Linked DNA regions of Mus musculus: region 1 is linked to region 2. A link is a contact called in public HiChIP or PLAC-seq data. All regions are on one chromosome and are shown on one strand. The core of a region is the stretch at or near the end of the contact, and the rest is flanking DNA. Distances in the headings are between cores, read along the strand shown. Region 1 overlaps Creld2 (cysteine-rich with EGF-like domains 2). Region 2 overlaps Brd1 (bromodomain containing 1).

What was found. HiChIP or PLAC-seq counts read pairs in DNA pulled down with a chosen protein or histone mark.
Region 1: an H3K27ac HiChIP or PLAC-seq map of embryonic stem cells shows a contact between it and region 2, with 6 read pairs. The contact joins two enhancer-like sites. A contact is called at or near these places in 1 of 39 promoter capture datasets (cranial neural crest), 3 of 115 datasets of contacts at active chromatin or transcription factors (all in embryonic stem cells) and 3 of 9 other capture datasets (adipose tissue, liver and pancreatic islet).

What each region holds. Positions count from the first base shown.
Region 1 is chr15:88,826,497-88,831,037 of GRCm38.p6, forward strand. It overlaps Creld2 (cysteine-rich with EGF-like domains 2), which reads left to right. Exons shown (of 10, transcript NM_029720.2): 10 at 1-185. Among named protein-coding and RNA genes, the nearest start is that of Gm23144, 6.5 kb to the right of the region's middle. Within about 2 kb of position 2,410, at least 67 of the 459 cell types and tissues checked have an H3K27ac peak or open chromatin away from gene starts, as enhancers often do. A contact at or near this core is called in embryonic stem cells, where this site is marked.
Region 2 is chr15:88,706,421-88,710,578 of GRCm38.p6, forward strand. It overlaps Brd1 (bromodomain containing 1), which reads right to left. Exons shown (of 13, transcript NM_001033274.3): 7 at 614-874. Among named protein-coding and RNA genes, the nearest start is that of Gm41377, 26 kb to the right of the region's middle. Within about 2 kb of position 2,596, at least 40 of the 459 cell types and tissues checked have an H3K27ac peak or open chromatin away from gene starts, as enhancers often do. A contact at or near this core is called in embryonic stem cells, where this site is marked.

The sequences.
Region 1 (4,541 bases), core at 1,160-3,659, 120 kb after region 2:
AAATGTGGCCCATGGACATGAACCCCATTTCTCCAGGAAGACTTCAGAGGGAGAAGCTGCGTACTCGGACACAGCTGATGCTCACTTGGCCCTTTCAAAAGCTGCATTTCTTGGTGGTTCTTACACAGATTTGTATATTTTGATATTGTTCTTTATAATAAAAATGATCATTGAAGGTCACCAGGAACAGGACGTGTTGGTTTGTTTCATTGAGAATGTGGGCATTACCACTAGTCAGTTTGTACCTGTCCTGCCAAAGCTGGGAGATACATGGACGCATGTCTTCCCATGAGGATCAGGGAGATAGTTGGACCCAGGGCTTCCCATGAGGACTCAGAGGGAGATAGATGGACGCATGTTTTCCCATGCAGACTCAGAGGGAGATAGACGGACACACATCTTCCCATTCGGACTCAAAGGGAGATAGATGGACCCATGTCTTCCATGAGGGCTTAGAGGGAGATAGATGGACACATGTCTTCCATGAGGACTCAGAGGGAGATAGATGTACACACATCTTCCCATGAGGACTCGGGGGCGGGGGGCGGGGGGAGATAGATGGACTCATGTTTTCCCATGAGGACTCAAGAGGGAGAGAGATGGATTCATGTCTTCCCATGGGGACTCAGGAAGATAGATGGACCCATGTTTTCCCATGAGGACTCAGGGATAGATGGGACCCCACGAGGACTCAGAATCTACTGGCCTTGGTGGGTGCATGGCAAGTTGACCCTGAGCAGGTGTCCAGTGTAGTAGAGGACAGTGGTGTGTGTGTGTGTGAGATATTCTGGCCTACACTGTGGTCTGCCTTGGGTAAACACATTGTGACATGTAGCTTCAGGGGCTGCTGAACATATTTTCTAGAAGCCTGGTCTCTGCTAAGTATGGGATAACCAGGAGTTGGGGCCCAGTGGGAGGTGGGCATGAATTCCAAGGGGTTTGGGGGTATTGGGATCCTGGTTCACTTCCTTTCTTGACCATGAGGGAATCTTGCCTACCACAAACACCCATTCTGTGCCGCACACCACATCCCAAAGCAATGTGGCCAGGTGAAGGAGCGCTGGAACCCCTAAACTCAGCCAACATAGCCTTTTCCTCTGCTGAAGTCGATTATCTCAGTAACAAGAAGGTGACTCTGGCACTCCGCCTCTGAGCCTGCAGTGGCAGTGTTGGCCGCAGCGTTCAAAGATGAAGCCACCAAGTTCAGGAGCTAAGCTGGACAGACAGTTCATCTGGGCATGAAGAAACATTAGAAAAAATCAGGACACAGGTTGAGTGTCCCCTGGAGGATCCCTGGCCTTGCCAGCACACAGTGCCCCTCTGCTGCAGCTCTCCAGGGATCTGGATCTTCATGGTCCTTGGGGGGGGGGTCCCCATGGTCTGGCCTTGCCACTCTTCCTGCTGTGATGCCCTAAGCTGCGACCTGCGTGCACAGGCGAAGGCAGTGGACAGATGTTATGCCCTTTCCCCTGTACCTCACAGACACAACTGACAACTGACACCATGCCAACTGGGCCCTCTGGTCAGCTCCTGCCTGGAACCTAACATGGAGAATCTGGCCTGCCTCAGTTTGGCTTCTGTTCAGTTCCACCTGTGTGGCTCTGTCAGCTAGATGTCGCTCTTACCCTACTGGGATGGGGAGTTCATGTCAGGACACTGACCAGGGTTGACAAGCCGACAGCAGACCTGTGTGTGCAGGCCAGGATCCCTGCTGCTTCCCCAGTGTTCCTACCACAGGCAGCTCTCAGGTGACTGAAGGCAGACGCCACAGCCATCCAGCCATCCATCCTGACAGCTTAGTGACCCCTGGTGGCACTGTCTCCACAAGGCCACTGATGAGGTACACATCCTAGTGAAAGGTGGGGTTGCCTGGGCAGCCTTCTCATGAATGGTGCTGCAGGAATCAAGGACCAGGGTGTGGGTGGCTGCTGTTTGGGCGCTGGCCACTGTGGGGCACTGTTTGTGCTGTGGCCTTGGACCAGGTATTTCTGCTGCTGGGACATGCTCTTGTAACCCAGAGTCCCCGATGACCTGGTATCTCTTCCCAACCTGAGATGACGGCTACTTTTCCCTCCTTAAGTAAATAAATGTTTCTTGGGGGAGGAACCTGGGGATATATGCAGCAGACAGGGTCCATTGGGGAACGTGGACAGACTCAAGTAGGACCTCATCTGGTAGGCAAATTCAACAGACCGGGTCCCCTGACCACAGTGGCCTGGAGTTCCCAAGCTGAAGATCAGGAACATAGACCGTGGGGTTTGAATGTAGGCACCCCTCTGCCTGCACTCAGCCTTCTGGGTTGGGGCAGGGGACCCTAGGTTCCTTCTGTGCCTTGGCCCCCCGCAGACTGTGTGGAAGGCCAGAGTCACCTCTTCCTTACGCACCAGTCCTGTCTGGGTACATGGCCAGCAGGTGGCACTGTTGATCAGTACTGGCCAAGCCAACTCTAACACTCTGCTGTGTCTGGGTGGGACCAGTTCTTCACTACAGGGACATCCCTCCCCCCTCCCCCCCCTCCTCGTCACCCCCCCTCCGCCACCCCAGAGCTGCAACCTGGAGCCTGTGTGCTTCCCTCCCACCCGTGTTTGTGAGAGAATATTCAGACCGGTCCTTCAAAAGATAGGAAGAAAATCTTGGCTTCACATTTGACCTGTGGCCTGAAGTCTTGTGTCCCCCTCACCTAATCTGGGTACTGCTGCCCATATCGAGTCCTCCTTCAGAACACCTGTCATGCCCACCCTTCTTTGTGGGCCTTACCTGTCGAACAGTCTCCAGGGCATCAACCTGGGGCCTATGCTGGCTTTCTGGCCCAACCCCCTCTTTGCATGCTGTTAAGGAACACGCACACGCGCACACACACACACACACACACACACACGCACACGCACACGCACACGCACACACACATGTACGTTTGAGGATCTCACCATAGATTTCTAGATTCAGCAGGGTCTTTGGGTCTCAGCATAAACCCAGGTCGGGAGCCTTGCCAGGTACAGCCTTCTCTGGCCTTCAACAGGCATAATGGAAAGTTATTGAATCAGCTAGTAGTTCTTTCCAAAACTGACTCTGGTGGAAAGTATAGCTCAGTGTGGCCTTCTGGAAGGCTGGATGATAAGCCCTCCTTTTAGGCAGTGGTTATCAGTAGCCACTCTGGCCCCTATGGTGGGGTACAATGTCTGGACATGGAATGTCACATCTGAGGGACAATGTGACTATCCAGAGTGACTGGGTCCAGGGGTGTTTCTCTACACTCTGGGGTGTATGGTATGTATGGTACTACAGCGTGTATGCATGCACACATGTACACACACACACACCACACCACACCACACCACACCACACCACACCACACCACACCATCACACAGTGGCTAGCTCCAGGCAGCCACCTCAGAGGAAAAATGCTGACAGGAGCATCTGGCTGGCAGCCTGAATCTCAGCCAAGGATCTCTGCAGAGAGGAGAGCCACACTGGGTACGTGGGCAGCTTCGTGAGAATCAACCTTCCACTGTGGCAGAGCAGCAGCCAGTCTCTTGGGGGCACTGTCCTGAGTGTATTCACTGGTCATCGGGGCAGCCTTGCTGTCCAGGGAATGCATAGCTTCTGTCTAAACCATCACAGCCCTCCATTCATGTGCTCAGAGACTGACAGGGTTGCCAACACCTGACTAAGTCATTCTGTCTACCTGGCTGTCCAAAATGTCATCAATGGGACGTGCCTGTTGCTGACTTCTGGGGACATGCAAATAAACATCTCATTACCTCGAAAAGGTCAGCTGTGGCAGAAACCAATTCCAGCCAAGCCCAGTCTGCCAAAGCAATGAATTTATTGGTGAAGAGTTAGCTATACTGCCATTCCAGAAGCACTACATAGTGACTGTCCCTGGGTTTGCTGACCTGATGACAGAGCATGAACTGGGCTAGTGGTCAGTCAGTCGGACCTAGAAGAACATGGTCTCAGAAGAGTTGGTGGTCAGCTGTTTCATTTCTCACTCAGCAGGCATCATCTTTCATTGTGGGTGAACAGCCTGGCCCTGCACCCCGAGTTTCTGAGACAGATCCACCTTAGGCAGTCAGCCAGGAACCCCATATTTCCTACCCAGCCATTCAGTCTGGAGTCAGACTCCAGGATATGGAAGCCAGGCCACTTATGTGTGGCTCACTGGGGGCTCTCCCTATTCAAAACTACTGATTTGTGTCCCTAGTATACAGCTAAAGATTCCCTGAGTGTACAACCCACCACTCACCACTTGACCACCTACCGTCCTCCCTAAGGTGTGTGTCATCCAGGGGAGGGCACAGGCTGTAGCTGAGAGGCCTGCTTTGGAGGTCACTTACTCCAGCACGCTGGCCCCACAGAGCCTCACCACTCTTAGTCACGTTCAAGCCATGAGACTTCCCTGAAGACAAGAGTTCCTACCGCCCTAGGCAGAAGCATTCAACCATGACTTGTCATAAACAGAAGTGTATGGATCCTCTGTTAGGCAAGGTGGTTAAAGTACACAGACCTGCAAGGGCTATGCAAGCCTGGAGCTGAAGA
Region 2 (4,158 bases), core at 1,346-3,845:
AGGGAGAGTCTGGGAACAGGTCTGTGCACGTCAGACTCCTCCCACCATGCCCAGCCCAAGGCTGGGCTGTTCTCTAGCCAGTCCTCCTTTCCTAACTCCAGCCGCAGGAGGGCTTAGCTAAGGGCAGAGGTGCTTACAAGGCCTAACCACCTGCGCTTGATCCCCAAGCGTGCTAAGATGCCAGGAAAACCAACTCCAACTAGCTGTCCTCTGACCTACGTAGACAAGGTAAAAACAATTCTAGGGTGTCTACTCACATAATACTCTGCCTCAATTAACAAAATACAACTAAGTTATTGCCATTCCCACCATAGAAGCCACCTTCAACACTGTATTGGATCTAAACTATTCCTTCTAAGTCTTTCAAGCTCGAGTTAAAAGAAAATCTCATTCTGTTCCTTTAAGCTTGTAAACTAAGTGCCAAAATACAGCAGACAGAACACACCAAAACATCCTTTCAAAGAGCATCAAAAAAAGCCTAGCAGGAATATCCAGTAACCAAGAGTTCCGTGACCTTCAAAATGTACAAGCTCATCATTACTACAGAGCATCATTTAAGCCTGTCAAGAGAGCCCCGAGCCCGTGAGGTATGGCCCTCCTACCCCATGCTTACCTTCCTCCGCTGTGTCCGGGGCCAGTGGAGCAGCCTCATCTTCAAAGCCTCCCGTGCCTGCCCCTGTGGGCGGAGCCTGGCTGTGCTGCTGGCTCAGCTTGTTTCGGAGAAGAGCAATCTCTTTTTTAAGCAGCTTTGCCCGTTTACTCCGTGAGCCGCTGGACTTCATGGAGCAGGTCAGGTCCAACTTGTCCAGAAGTTCTCTCAGCTGCTCCTCCAAGCTCATGTGGGCCCTGTTGGCTGGGTCCAGCAACCTGTCCACTGAACCAAAAACACGTATCATTAGCCACAGGATTCGGATTCATGGCCGCCTCTGATAACAACACATCTGTCTTAACTATGTGCCTGGGCCTGCCCACGGCCAAAGCGCAGGCTTCAAATTCATTTAATCTTTGTTTGTTTATTTAGCTTCTTGGGTTTGTTTTGTTTTATTTGTTTGTTTTTGAGACAGTGTTTCTCTGGGTAACCCAGGCTGTCCTGCAACTCATTCTGTAACAGGCTGACCTTGAACTCAGAGATCTGCCTGCCCCTGCCTCCCAAGTGTTCCAATTTCACCATTTGGTGCCATACATACTCCTCTCTACCCTGATTCTGAACCTATGACAAGGCTGTTGTCACAAAGAGGGAAAAAAAGAGACAAGACACTCCTTCAGTCAGTAGTACACAAAGGACTAGTGTGGCCGTAGCAGAGGAGATGTGGGTAACACACATGGCTTTTCCTGGACTAAGACCCAACTCAGTCCTGCTCTGTAAAAAGTGAGAGGCACAAAGACCACCAGACATGTCTGAGTGCACCAACATAGACGCAAGATGGACTACTGACAGACGCTGCGTGTGTGTAAATATGTTCACATGGACTGTTTATACATTGTGAACATCATCCTAGCTCAAGTTCTTGCACATACATCATGACCAAAAGGAAACTAGGCTGCAGAGTCCGCAGGTCTCCCCAGACTCTAGGAACATTGACTGCAGGACTTAAATTAGTGAAATAGCCAAAAAATTATTTAATCTATGCGAAGATAAAACCAAAGGAACAGCAGGGCCAACAGAGACACCTACCATAAATGAGCCCTGCCCAGACCTGGTAGCTGGCCTAGGAGACTCATTAGCGCCCTGTCTAAACAGCACTAACTTAGCAGTGGGACACGACAAACACTGTCCAACTGGCTTACAGTCACCGCAACAAAAACCACCACTCAACTTCTCAAGCCTCCTTTCTTCTGTTTTGTGCTTGCTGAGTCCAGGCTGGCCTCAAACTTGTAATCCTCCCTCCTCAACCTGAGTGCTAGACCTGCAGGCTCTGCTGGTTGGCTTCTCTTTCAACAGGGCCAGTATTGCGGTTTGTATATGCTCTGCTTAGGGAGCGGCAATGCTAGGAGGTGTAGCCCTGTTGGAGTAGGTGTGGCCTCATGGGTGGGCTCCTAGCTGCCTGGGAGTCAGTACTCTGCTAGCAGCCTTCAGAAGACGTAGAACTCTTAGCTCCTCCTGTACCATGCCTGTCTGGATGCTGCCATGTTTCCACCTTGATAATGGACTGAACTTCGGAACCTGTAAGCCAGCCCCAATTAAATGTTGTCCTTAGAAGACTTGCCTTGGTCATGGTGTCTGCTCACAGCAGAAAAACTCTAAGACAGGTGGCACCAGGGACTGAGATATTGCGGTAATAGGCCTGACCGTGTTTTTGCTTATAAGAATGTAGGTTGGGGAACTTGGGATTTGGAAGGCCACAGAATGTTTCAAGTGGGGCTTCATGGTCTATCCTAGCTGGACTATGGAACACTTTGTTGCTGTGAGTAATCGGAACTGTGTAGACCCAGCACAAGAGGTTTCAGTGAGGAATTTCAGTTATGTGGTCTAGAGCCTTGTTTTTGTAGTTTGGTGAAGAAGTAGCTATTTTTGCCCTTGGCTGAAGAGTCTGCCTGAGGCTAAGGAGGCTCAGGTTAATTACAATGACAAAGGAAGCCTTAGAAAGGCCCATCGTAGACTTTGTTCTCAGGAAGAGCATGTGAATAAGCATTGCAAGGTTAGAAAGGAATACTGGAAGTGAATGGAGCTGAATGTGTTCAAGGACATTAGTTTGAATTAAGGGACTAGTGACCTTGGGGCAAGATCCCACCCAGTTAAGTTTTGGTCTATACTGGGCAGAACAAGCTTTTTAATTCCTGGAGGCAAAGGCAGGCAGATCTCTACTTTCAAGGACAGATCAAGTTGTAGGTGAAGAAAAGCTTAATTCCGGGCGTGCTGGTACACACCTCTAATCCCAGGAGTCAGGCTTGCATATCTCAGAGTTCTGAGCAAGATCCCCACGTGACAAACTTAGGCCTTGAAGGAGCGCGAAAGCTGGAAGCTAGTGATGACGCAATAGAACTAGGGGCCATGTTCCAGCTCCAGCAAGCAGCTTCGGCCATGTGTCTCTGGCTTTATAATCACGAGGAGAAAGACTCCTGGGACAGCTGATGCTGGTTAGCGGGAGCTAAGGCATTAGCAGTGATTAAGAGACCGGCAGGGCTGGAGAGATGGCTCTGTGGTTAAGAGCACTGACTGCTCTTCCAGAGGTCCTGAGTTCAATTCCCAGCAACCACATGGTGGCTCACGACCATCTGTAACAGGGGCCCAATACCCTCTTTCTGGTGTGTCTGAAGAGAACTGTGTACTCATATAATAAATAAATCATGACGACAACCAGCATCACTGGAAGTGTTTTCTGAGCACCAAGAAGCTGTGTTCCAGAGACAGCCAAGGTTGCACCTCATGCTGCAGCTATGCTGGGTGACTGCAATGGTCCCCCAGGTGGCACTGGCCTTGAGGCATGAAGGGGCCATGAAGAGCAGCTGAGGCGGAAGATCACTGATCAAAGTGCAGCCTCGGTTGCAGATGATGGCCCAGGACTGAAGGGGCCATGCAAAGGAGTTGAGGCTTGGCACCATGAAGAGAGCCTAGAGAGGCTCTAGTTGCAGCGGAAGCCCCCAGTGTATTGGAGATGATGGCCACCAAGAGCAGCAGCGGCAGTGGAGGGATCAACCTGAGCTTAGAGCTACCGAGGGCAGAGCTGGGGAAGTGACGTCACCTTGGAGAGGAGGCCCAGACATTAAAACAAGAAGCTGCCTTGGAGATACCAGAGTGGTAGTTGGACTATCTGCTAAGGAAAGCTGCTATGCTACCAGGGAGTAGAACCAGCCCAGGAGAAAGAAGTTTGTTGCAGTCAACAAAGATGAAAAAGGAATAGAAGATCTGAAGACATCAGACATGGAGATGCAGAGCCCAGCTGGCTTCCTGTCTTGCTTTGGGGATTACAGTTAAGTTATTGGACGATTATTGTTGAGACTGCCATAGACTATGGGGGCTTTTGAAGTCGGACTAAATGTATTTTGCATTATGCTATGTGTAGGTATGGCTCCCATAGGCTTATGTTTGGACAAGCCTATGAGGGCCAGGGGGTGGAATGTAATGGTTGTATATTATATGTTCAGCTCAGGGAGTGGCACTTTTGGGAGGTATGGCCTTGTGGGTGTGGGCTCCTAGCTGCTTGGGAGCCAATATTC